2 separate regions of the Macaca mulatta genome follow, and region 1 is linked to region 2. The links are chromatin contacts, called in public Hi-C maps. All regions are on one chromosome and are shown on one strand. Each heading gives the region's core, a stretch centred on a gene start, on an enhancer-like site or on the middle of the called end of the contact. The rest is flanking DNA. Distances are from core to core; before and after follow the strand shown.

Region 1 (5,500 bases), core at 594-3,093, 71 kb before region 2:
GCCTGGGCAACAGAGCAAGATCCTATCTCAAAAAAACAAAAAACCCAAGTTGAAATTTCAAACAACCCTAATAAGATGGGAGCTACCATTCCGTCTAACCCTAATAAGATGGGAGCTACCATTCCATTTTACAGACGGAAAAGAGATTTTGTGAGTAACCAGCTTAAGGGTGCAAAGCCAGTAAGTGATGGAGAGGAAATTTCTATCTGCTGGCCAGACTCCAGAACCCGAAATCCCATTATATTGCTTTCCCTTCTCCAGCCTTCCCTGGGATTATCTCAGTTTTCATGAAATAAAAAAAAAGCAAACCCAATAATTAGAATAATCAATAGAAATGCCCCAACTAGAGCTACGACCAACAAATCCGTTGTGTCATAAGCAATACTGATGAGCAGTGATCTTATAAGGCAAAAGAAATCACCGCCTTGGCTGGGCGTGGTGCTCATGCCTGTAATCCCAGCACTTTGGGAGGCCGAGGCAGGAGGATCACCTGAGGTCAGGAGTTCAAGACCACCCTGGCCAACATGGTGAAACCCTGTCTCTACAAAAATACAAAAAATTAGCCGGGCCTGATGGCAGGTGCCTTAGGCCAGCTACTCGGGAGGCTGAGGCGGGAGAATCGCTAGAACCTGGGAGGCAGAGGTTACAGTGAGCGGAGATCGCGCCATTTTGCACTCTAGCCTGGGCGACAGAGCCAGACTCCGTCTCAAAAAAAAAAAAAAAAGAAAAAAGAAATCACGGCCTTGTTCTGCCTTCTGGGGCAGCATGGAGTGAGATCACAGCGCCTCAGAAATAACTTTGAAAACTGCGACTGTGCTTTACAAAAAGATACCAGTATTATTAAATGCTGCCCCTACCTTTTAAAAATCAAACTCTAGAAAAACCACTCACCTGTTTGGCCTCTCCGGCCCCTACCCCTCCCTGCCCTCAACTGCAGCTGTGCGCAGCCAGTTGACGGTTTTCCTTAAAGGCCTCGGGGTGCTCGTATCTTCTTCAGACGTTCAGCCAAAATTTTTAGAGTGCGGCTAGGGGGAAGGGTAGCGCACTCTGAATTCATTTAGCTCCATCGTTGAAGCCCAGGTTCCTAGATCAGGGCACAAAAATAAATAGAAAACACAGTTTCTGGAAGATTGTAAAACAGTTAATTTTGCAGGTGCTTCGGCATCAGTGGTGGCGATGAATGTAACATCCCCGTCGGAGGGGGGGATAAGGTTCAATCACAGATGAAATGGTTAATACCTTATACGAAATTCACGGCGAAAAATCCTGAAACAGGACATTTAAATTCACTGCCGAGGCTTGGGGGTGGGGTGGGGAGCAGGGATCGGAAACGACGCTAGTGGTTCTTAAATGCGTTTTTACTTGGGAATGCCGGGCAGGGAAAGGAAAGGTCATCGTCTGTTTAATTTCCACCCCCAGCTCTGGACTTCCAGCATTAGCTCGCCGGGCCTCAGCTGTTGTACACACACGGCGAGGGGGGAGGGGAGGGCGGAGGCGCGGAGGAGGGGCCGGCTGGGAGGAATCTGGGCAACCTGCCGCGCATGCGCCTTTCCGGAGCAACAAGTGGGCTCCACAGAGGAAGTGTAAAGGGAAGGGGGGGAGAACTGGTGCAGAGCATGGCGGTGACGTCAGCGCTCCGCCCGGGCGGCATCCCGCGCGGCCAAGCCGGGGACAGCGCGAGCCGCAGCCGGAGCAGGAGCGCCGAGACGCGCCTCCGGAACGTAGAGTAACAATCACAACCCCACATTCCGGGCGAGCGCGAGCACGAGCGGGAAGGGATGCGACCCGGGCGGAGGCGCCGCGCGAGCGCCCTGCAACCAACGTGAGCGCCGCCAGCCGCGGCGGCCCGGGCGCCGGCCAGGCCTGGGGGCGGCGGGAGCCTGCGTGCGTGCCCTCCTCTCCTCTGCTCTCGTGCGTCCTGGAAGCAGTGGCCGCGGCGGCTCCCTCCGGGGTGCAAACCCAGCCGCCGCCAGCAGAACGGCCGACGCTGCGAAGGGGAGACGGTCCTTTCTCGGCTGCCACCCCCTCCCCCGGTCCTCCGGGGAAGCAGCGGCTTCAGCAAGATTGGACCCGGGCACCGGGTGGCACTGAACCCTCTAGCCCTCGCCCCAGGGGGCCCGTCGGGGAGAGGACGCAGCTTGTAGGGGGGCCCCCGGGGAAAGGAAGAGACAGCCCCTTTCGAGCTTCCACGAACCATCCACTCCGGGGAGGGGGCCAAGAGGCAACGGCGGCCAGCACCGGGCACCCTCGCCCCCTCCCCTCGGGCCGGGAGCTTCCAACCCAAGTCTGCAGCACCAGGAAGAAGGCGCCTGAGCTCCCCTCGCGACGAGACAACCGCAGTAGGAAGTGGGGACGAAGAGCGGGCTGAACCCGTCCGCTGCCCGGGCGGTGGAGCCCCCACGGCGAGGCGCTGCGCCGGCGGTGGAGACTCGCGTTCCCTCCAGCCCCTGGGGCAGAACTTTCTCGCCCCCCCTCCTCCCTCCCCCGCAGTCGGACTCCCTCCCCAGCCGGCCAGTCCTCCCGGAGGAGAAGGCGTCGCGGAGACAGCCCGGGCGGGGGCCTACCTTCCCCAGGGCCGGCATCATGTCGGCGGCGCAGGTGTCCTCGTCCCGGAGACAATCTTGCTACCTGTGCGACCTGCCCCGCATGCCTTGGGCCATGATCTGGGACTTCTCGGAACCCGTATGCCGCGGTTGCGTCAACTACGAGGGCGCCGATCGCATCGAGTTCGTGATCGAGACCGCGCGCCAGCTGAAGCGGGCGCACGGCTGCTTCCAGGACGGCCGCTCCCCTGGGCCGCCGCCGCCCGTCGGGGTCAAGACAGTGGCCCTGTCGGCTAAGGAAGCGGCGGCGGCGGCAGCAGCAGCAGCAGCGGCCGCGGCCGCCGCGCAACAGCAGCAGCAGCAACAGCAGCAGCAGCAGCAACAGCAGCAGCAGCAGCAGCAGCAGCAACAACAGCTCAACCACGTTGATGGTTCCAGCAAGCCTGCGGTGTTGGCGGCCCCGTCTGGCCTGGAGCGCTACGGCCTGAGCGCGGCCGCCGCCGCCGCCGCCGCCGCCGCCGCGGTGGAACAGCGCAGCCGCTTCGAGTACCCGCCACCGCCGGTGAGCCTGGGAAGCAGCAGCCACGCCACGCGGCTGCCCAACGGCCTGGGGGGCCCAAACGGCTTCCCCAAACCAACACCGGAGGAGGGACCCCCAGAGCTGAACCGCCAGAGTCCCAACTCGTCTTCAGCGGCGGCGTCTGTGGCGTCTCGGCGTGGGACGCACGGTGGGCTGGTGACGGGGCTGCCCAACCCGGGGGGTGGCGGAGGTCCCCAGCTTACTGTGCCCCCCAACCTGCTGCCGCAGACGCTGCTTAACGGCCCGGCCAGCGCCGCAGTACTCCCCCCACCCCCGCCCCACGCTCTGGGCAGCCGTGGGCCCCCAACGCCTGCTCCCCCAGGGGCTCCTGGGGGCCCCGCTTGTCTCGGGGGTACCCCGGGTGTATCGGCCACGTCGTCCTCCGCGTCGTCTTCGACCTCTTCGTCGGTGGCAGAGGTGGGCGTGGGTGCTGGTGGCAAGAGGCCCGGCTCGGTGTCTAGCACAGACCAGGAGCGCGAGTTGAAGGAGAAGCAGCGCAACGCCGAGGCCCTGGCCGAGCTGAGCGAGAGCCTGCGCAACCGCGCCGAGGAATGGGCCAACAAGCCCAAGATGGTCCGCGACACGCTGCTCACGCTGGCTGGCTGCACGCCCTATGAGGTTCGCTTCAAGAAGGACCACTCGCTGCTGGGCCGCGTTTTCGCCTTCGACGCGGTCTCCAAGCCCGGCATGGACTACGAATTGAAGCTGTTCATTGAGTACCCCACGGGCTCGGGCAACGTGTACTCCAGTGCGTCTGGTGTGGCCAAGCAGATGTACCAGGACTGCATGAAGGACTTCGGCCGGGGCCTATCCTCGGGTTTCAAGTACCTGGAGTACGAAAAGAAGCACGGCTCCGGGGACTGGCGCCTGCTTGGGGACCTGCTCCCCGAGGCCGTGCGCTTCTTCAAGGAGGGCGTGCCCGGCGCTGACATGCTGCCCCAGCCCTACCTGGACGCCAGCTGTCCCATGCTGCCCACGGCGCTGGTGAGTCTGAGCCGCGCCCCCAGCGCACCCCCGGGGACCGGGACCCTGCCGCCTGCGGCGCCCTCGGGCCGGGGCGCAGCCGCCAGCCTGCGCAAGAGGAAGGCCTCTCCGGAGCCCCCGGACTCAGCCGAGGGCGCGCTGAAGCTGGGCGAGGAGCAGCAGAGGCAACAGTGGATGGCGAACCAGAGCGAGGCGCTGAAGCTCACCATGTCCGCCGGGGGCTTCGCGGCGCCGGGGCACGCGGCAGGGGGTCCGCCTCCGCCGCCCCCACCTCTGGGACCTCATTCTAACCGGACCACCCCACCTGAGTCAGCCCCCCAGAACGGTCCGTCCCCCATGGCCGCCCTCATGTCGGTGGCAGATACTCTGGGCACAGCGCACTCGCCCAAGGATGGCAGTTCCGTGCACTCTACCACTGCGTCCGCGCGGCGTAACAGCAGCAGCCCAGTCTCGCCGGCCTCCGTGCCGGGGCAGCGCCGCTTGGCATCACGTAATGGGGACCTGAATTTACAGGTGGCGCCCCCGCCGCCTAGCGCCCACCCGGGCATGGACCAAGTGCATCCCCAAAACATTCCGGATTCCCCCATGGCCAACAGCGGACCTCTCTGCTGCACCATTTGCCACGAACGTTTGGAGGACACGCATTTCGTTCAGTGCCCGTCCGTCCCCAGCCACAAATTTTGCTTCCCTTGCTCTAGAGAGAGTATCAAGGCCCAGGGGGCCACCGGCGAGGTGTATTGCCCCAGCGGTGAGAAATGCCCCCTAGTCGGGTCGAATGTACCTTGGGCCTTCATGCAAGGCGAAATCGCGACTATCTTAGCTGGGGATGTTAAAGTGAAAAAGGAAAGAGACCCTTGAACCACTGGGCAGCCACCTCCTTTGCCCTAGACCAGCTCCTCTCCAATCCTGAGGGCCCCTCCCCCAACCCACCTCGACCCTCCCTTCCCTCACCCCCAAGGTGTAGAATTGTGAATATAACAAAACTGCAAAAAGTTAGTCTTATGTATAGACATTATTTTCGTCGTATGTTTCTATATTTTGAAACAGGTATGTAACTTCTTCATTTGAAGGATAAGCTGGTTTGTGTTAAGCAGTATAATATCGGTTGGGTCATTTGCATCATATTCGTTAGCATTTATTTGGTGGCAGAATGTTTGCCTAGGTACAGAATTAATAGCCCTTAGCAACGACTGCTGCTGGTGTGTATTTTTGTAAATGTTATGCACTCTGAAAGGAAACACACACACAAAAGAAAAATACTTTTTTTTTTTTTTTGCCAAGGCCAGTGTTGCTGCCTAAAAAAAGAAAAAAGAAAAAAAAGATGCTATAAAATGGTGAAAGCTTCCTTCTAAACTGCCCCAAGTGTTGAAGTCTTCACTTTATTTTGTTCCGT
Region 2 (5,417 bases), core at 2,344-4,843:
TGCCAGACCCCATCATGAAATTATCCTCTTTTAAGGAGATATGATCACCTCTAATTATAAGGGCCGAAACTGAGGCTCAGGAAAGGTATCTCATTTAAGGTCGCTGTGCAAGTGCAGAGCCTAGGCTGAGACCTAGATGTGGCTGATTCCAGAGCCTGTGCTTTCAGTCCCTGAAGTCCCATGTTAGGGGACTGGTGGCAGAGGGTGGAGTGGGAGCCAGGGGTGCCAGGGGAAGGAAGGTGTGCCACTTTGGCCTCAGAAACCCCAGGGTCACTCCAGGAGACAAGGTGAAGTCTGAGGGGAGGAGGCCGGGGCTGACACACACATGACAGGCCCACAGGCCCAACACAGGCGCCCACAGACAGGGACAAAGACCCACCAGACAGGCGCAGGGATCAACATGCAGTAAGACACACACAGACTCAGCCATACACAACAGACAGGCACAGCCGCGAAAATATACACCGGTGATGGACAGGCATCAGACATACATACAGACCCTGCCACACCCGCACACACCCACACCACACACCCCTGCTGGAGTGAGGGAAGGAAGAGCCGCTGCCTCATTTCCGGGCCTCCTCCTCCAAAGCGGAGGGAAAAGCCTTCTCCAGAAGTGCTGAGTCAGCAGCGGGTGACAAATGAGCCTCCGGGCGGCGGGAACGGGCGCGAGCACTTAGCATGCAGAGCGCGTTCGTGGCAGCGCCAGCCCCGGCCCGCGGCGGGCGAGGGGGCAGGGCGCAGCGGCCGGCTGCCCGCTCGGGGGAGGCCCGGGGGAGGAAGTGACTCGCTTTGACTTTGCAAACGCCCGACTTTGCAGCCCAAGGTCACGCAGCAGGCGCCGCCAGCCGTCTTCCTGCAGGGAGGCGGGGTGGGCTTTGGCTGGCGCTGGGCGGCAGCCGGGCCAGGCCGGGGAGGGGCTGGACGCGGGGAGAGGAGGGGAGCAAGAGGAGGGGGTGGCCCTCCCAGTGTGGCAGGACTCCGCAAGAACAGACAATGGAACTGCCAGGAGAGGTCCCTGAGCGCGAGGGCCGTCTCAGAAATGCCCAGGGCCGGCCCAGGGGCTGAGCCTGGCTGGAGCTGATCCCTGGGGTTCTTCTTCCGCTCGCCCAAAAGCCCCCACTGGAATCTAGTCAAAGGGCACCTCGCAGCACGCCTGGGTTGCTGCAGCCGCCCCAGGCAGACTTCTTCCCTCCTGCCCCTCTAATTTATTCTTCACGGAGCAGCCAGTGAGGTCTTTTCAAAACATCAATCACATCATTTCCTGTGATGGCTTCCCTCTGCCCTTAGAATAAATCCAGCCCTTCATTGCGGGTAACTATCTCCGGCATGAGCCGCTCTTGATTGTGAAAGGATGAGCTATTAAAAACGACACCAGGAGGACATGCCTGAACTGGGACTGTCCCAGCACCAGGCTCCACTTCTAGCCTGTCCCCACTGCAGCGCTTCTGCCTACACCCCCTTATTTGCATGGCCGGCCCAGGTCTCAGAATGAATGTCAATGTCGCCTCCGCAGAGACCTTCCCTTGCCATCCACCTGCACAGGCCTCTGCTCCTTAGGCAGTTACACTGCTTTATTTCCTTCATAGCATTTACCACCTTCTGGTTTTACCTTCTTTGTTTGTTTGCTTCTCTTTTGTCTATTTACCTCCTTCAACAAAAGCTTGAGGGCGGAGACTTTCTCGGTTTTGTTTGGTTCTGCTGTATCCCCAGTACCTGGAAGAGTGTATGGGACATAGTTGGTGCTCAGTAACATTAAATACAGGAATGAATGCACCAATGGGTGGCAGCCCTGAAAGTGAACGAAGTCCTGGGAGGACAGCCTCAGGGACACACCACAAGGAGAGGGGCAGGGCCTGCCTGTGCGGGGGTGTTCGTTTGCAGGATCTATGGATAAGAGCTGCAGGGGCTTTGGGAGGCTGAGTGGGTGGATCACCTTAGGTCAGGAGTTCGAAACCAGCCTGGCCAACATGGTGAAACCTCGTCTGTACTAAAAATACAAAATTTAGCCAGGCGTGGTGGCGGGCGCCTGTAATCCCAGCTACTCAGGAGGCTGAGGCAAGAGAATCACTTGAACCGGGGAGGTGGAGGTTGCAGTCAGCTGAGATCATGCCATTGCACTGCAGCCTGGGCAACAGAGGGAGACTCAGCCTCAAAAAAAAAAAAAAAAAAAAAAGCTGCAGGGGCTTCTGACCCCTGAAAGCAGCAGGAAGGCTTTAGAGAAATCCTGATCAAGCTTGAGAATCTCTGCCCTCTCCGTTGCTAGCTCTGTCTTTAGGCAATATTTACTATCTGGAAGGTAAGAATGAACACAACTTCTCCAGGGTTGTCGACAGCTCCTGGTCCTCTCCCAGATGTCACCTCCTCTCCTTGCCAGCTCCTAGGACACACTTGGCTTTACTGGGAAATCCAGGAGTGAATTCCCTTCCTTTGTGAGTGTTGGACTGTTACAGGGGGCTGTGATGGAGGTGTCAGCTGTGTTTCCACTCTGGGTCCTGCCAGGGTTGCCTCAGTTTCTTCCTGGATGGACAGAGATTGAGCAGGGCTCTGCTGCTCTGAGGTGAACCTCCGGGAACAGGGAGGAAATCTGTCAAAATACAAAACCTACAAAATGTTCTTGCCCTGGCTCTCTGGCTTCAGTTGACTCCCAGCCTGGAGGACATTTTTTTTTGCATTTGTTTTTTAATTCCTGTCTTCCCTATCCCCGCCCCAGAGTGAGGATCCGGTAAGATAATAACCATGATAGTGCTTTGAAAGTATCCCTGGCAGGCCGAGTAAGTGGTGAGTCACACCTGTAATCCCAGCACTTTGGGAGTCTGAGGCAGGAGGGTCGCTTGAGACCAGGAGTGTGAGACTAGACTAGGCAATATAGTGAGACTCCATCTCTACAGAAAATTTTAAAAATTAGCTACTGGGGAGGCTAAGGTGGGAGGATTGCTTGAGTCTGGGAGGTGGAGGTTGCAGTGAGCTGAGATTGCACCACTGCATTCCAACCTGGGTGACAGAGTGAGACCCTGTCTCAAAAATAAAAAATAAAATAAAAATAAATAAATGAATGAATGAATAAATAAATAAAGGTATTCCTGGCTGAGGAATATAAGGGACTCTCACTATTACTATTTATCTGCTGAGATTTACTCACATGGATATGGGGCACAGAGGCTGTTGAGCCACCTTTCTCCCATGTTCAGGAGGCCTCCCAGGTGCCAGTTTTTCTTTTTTCTTTTTTTTAAGACGGAGTTTTGCTCTTGTTGCCCAGGCTGGAGTACAATGGTGCGATCTCAGCTCACTGCAACCTCTGCCTCTTGAGTTCAAGCGATTCTCCTGCCTCTGTCTCCTGAAAGTAGCTGTGATTACAGGCACCTCCTCCCATGGCCAGCTAATTTTTGTATTTTTAGTTGAGACAAGGTTTCACTATGTTGGCTACGCTAGTGTCAAACTCCTGACCTCTGGTGATCCATTCACCCCCGGCCTCCCAAAGTGCTGGGATTACAGGCTTGAGCCACTGGCCGAGCCAGTTTTTCTGACTCCTAACTCCGATCTCTGTGAGCTGGGCCTGCCGGTTCTGCTTCTGTGGCGAAAAGAGAAAGTGAAAGTGGCCCGGTGGAAGAGGCAACTCTGGGAGTTCAGGGCCTGCTGGCGGCCTTCGGAGAGATCCCAGCAAGAAAGGGCAGCTCCTCTGCCCCACCCCAGGCCCCTGCCCTGAGCTGCCCGCGCAGCCTTGGCCTGCCCTGTGGCTTGGCTCCTTCCTGCCACAGCCCTGGGCAGAACAGGCTGCCTGGGCAGCGGGAGAGTGGCCTGAGGCCACTGTTCCTGGTCTTCTGTCCTGACTCACCCTTCCCAAGTGGGTGAGAGGAGGGGAGGGAGGGTGTGGCAGCCAGGAGCTGTCCCCGGTGGGATGGGCTAGAAGCTGGAATGGCTGGGCCCTTGGGTCAGGATGCCACAGGGTTTCCCAGTGATATCACTGGGAGGCCCAAGGTATGGGTGTGGGCTGAGCAAAGTTAAAGGAACAAGATAATGCCATCAGCCGGCCTCTAGCACTAAGCTAACCTCAGGCCAGGTGCCCTGCCAGGTGCTTTATCCACCTAGAAAACTTAGGGGTGCCTCAAAATCACAAGCTTCTGAAAAATACCTATGCCACTGGCCCTGTCCCATTACTCCATTTATTCAAATGTATATGTCTTTTTAAGAAACGGGGGCTGGGCGCGGTGGCTCAAGCCTGTAATCCCAGCACTTTGGGAGGCCAAGACGGGCGGATCACGAGGTCAGGAGATCGAGACCATCCTGGCTAACACGGTGAAACACCGTCTCTACTAAAAAAATACAAAAAGCTAGCCGGGCGAGGTGGCGGGCGTCTGTAGTCCCAGCTACTCGGGAGGCTGAGGCAGGAGAATGGTGGGAACCCGGGAGGCGGAGCTTGCAGTGAGCTGAGATCCGGCCACTGCACTCCAGCCTGGGCGACACAGCGAGACTCCGTCTCAAAAAAAAAAAAAAAAAAAAAAAAAGAAACAGGGCCTCCCTTGGTCACTGCCCTACAGGCTGGAGTGCAGCGGCACAATCATAGCTCACTATAACCTCAAACTACTGGGCCCAAGTGATCCTCTCGCTGCAGCCTCGTGAGTAGCTGGGACTATAGGCACGATACCCAGCCCGTTTTTTTTTTTTTTTTTTTTTTCTTGTGAAGGGATCTCACCATGTTGCCCAGGCTAGTCTCAAACTCCTGGTCTCAAGCAATTCTCCCACCTCAGCCTCCCAAAGTGTTGGAATTACAAGCATGAGCCACCACGCCCAGTCTCAAACAAATATTTTTTGAGTGCCCATGGTGCATCAGGCCCTGTCTAGACACAAGGACATAGCCATGAAAACAGTTTGTTTGTTTGTTTGTTTTTGAGTCGGAGTCTCGCTCTGTTGCTCAGGCTGGAGTGCTGTAGTGAGATCTTGGCTCACTGCAATCTCCGCCTGGCAGGTTCAAGTGATCCTCCTGCTTCAGCCTCCCAAGTAGCTGGGACTACAGGCGTGTGCCACCATGCCCAGCTAATTTTCTTGTATCTTCAGTAGAGACGGGGTTTTACCATGTTGGCCAGGCTGGTCTTGAACTCCTGACCTCAAGTGATCCACCCATCTTGACCTCCCAAAGTGCTGGGATTACAGGCGTGAGCCACTGCGCCCAGCCGGAAACAGATTTTTTTCCCTGTCCTCATAGAGCTTACATTCCATTGGAGGCAGAGTTAATAACCAAAATACGTGAAAGTTTTAGTACATAAGATGGTGACATGTGCTATGGAGAAAACTACAGAAGGGAAGGAGGATAAGGGTGCTGGAGTTGGGATGGGCTTGTAATTTTAAGAAGGAAGGTTGGAAAAAACTTGCTGAGAGGGTAGCACTGATTCTAATTTATTATCTCTTCAATACTCACA

What was found. A called contact is a pair of places that touch in the nucleus more often than the background predicts.
Region 1: a Hi-C map of liver shows a contact between it and region 2, with 2.7 times the contacts expected there. The contact joins the promoter of IRF2BPL here to the enhancer-like site in region 2. A contact is called at or near these places in 5 of 14 Hi-C or Micro-C datasets (CD4 T cells, cortical neurons, fetal cortical plate and 2 more).

What each region holds. Positions count from the first base shown.
Region 1 is chr7:150,236,050-150,241,549 of T2T-MMU8v2.0, reverse strand. IRF2BPL (interferon regulatory factor 2 binding protein like) reads left to right here and starts at 1,843. Exons shown (of 1, transcript NM_001047124.3): 1 at 1,843-5,500. The coding sequence starts at 2,584. The coding sequence ends at 4,965.
Region 2 is chr7:150,167,352-150,172,768 of T2T-MMU8v2.0, reverse strand. No RefSeq gene overlaps it. Among named protein-coding and RNA genes, the nearest start is that of IRF2BPL, 70 kb to the left of the region's middle. Within about 2 kb of position 3,593, at least 24 of the 40 cell types and tissues checked have an H3K27ac peak or open chromatin away from gene starts, as enhancers often do. A contact at or near this core is called in CD4 T cells and liver, where this site is marked.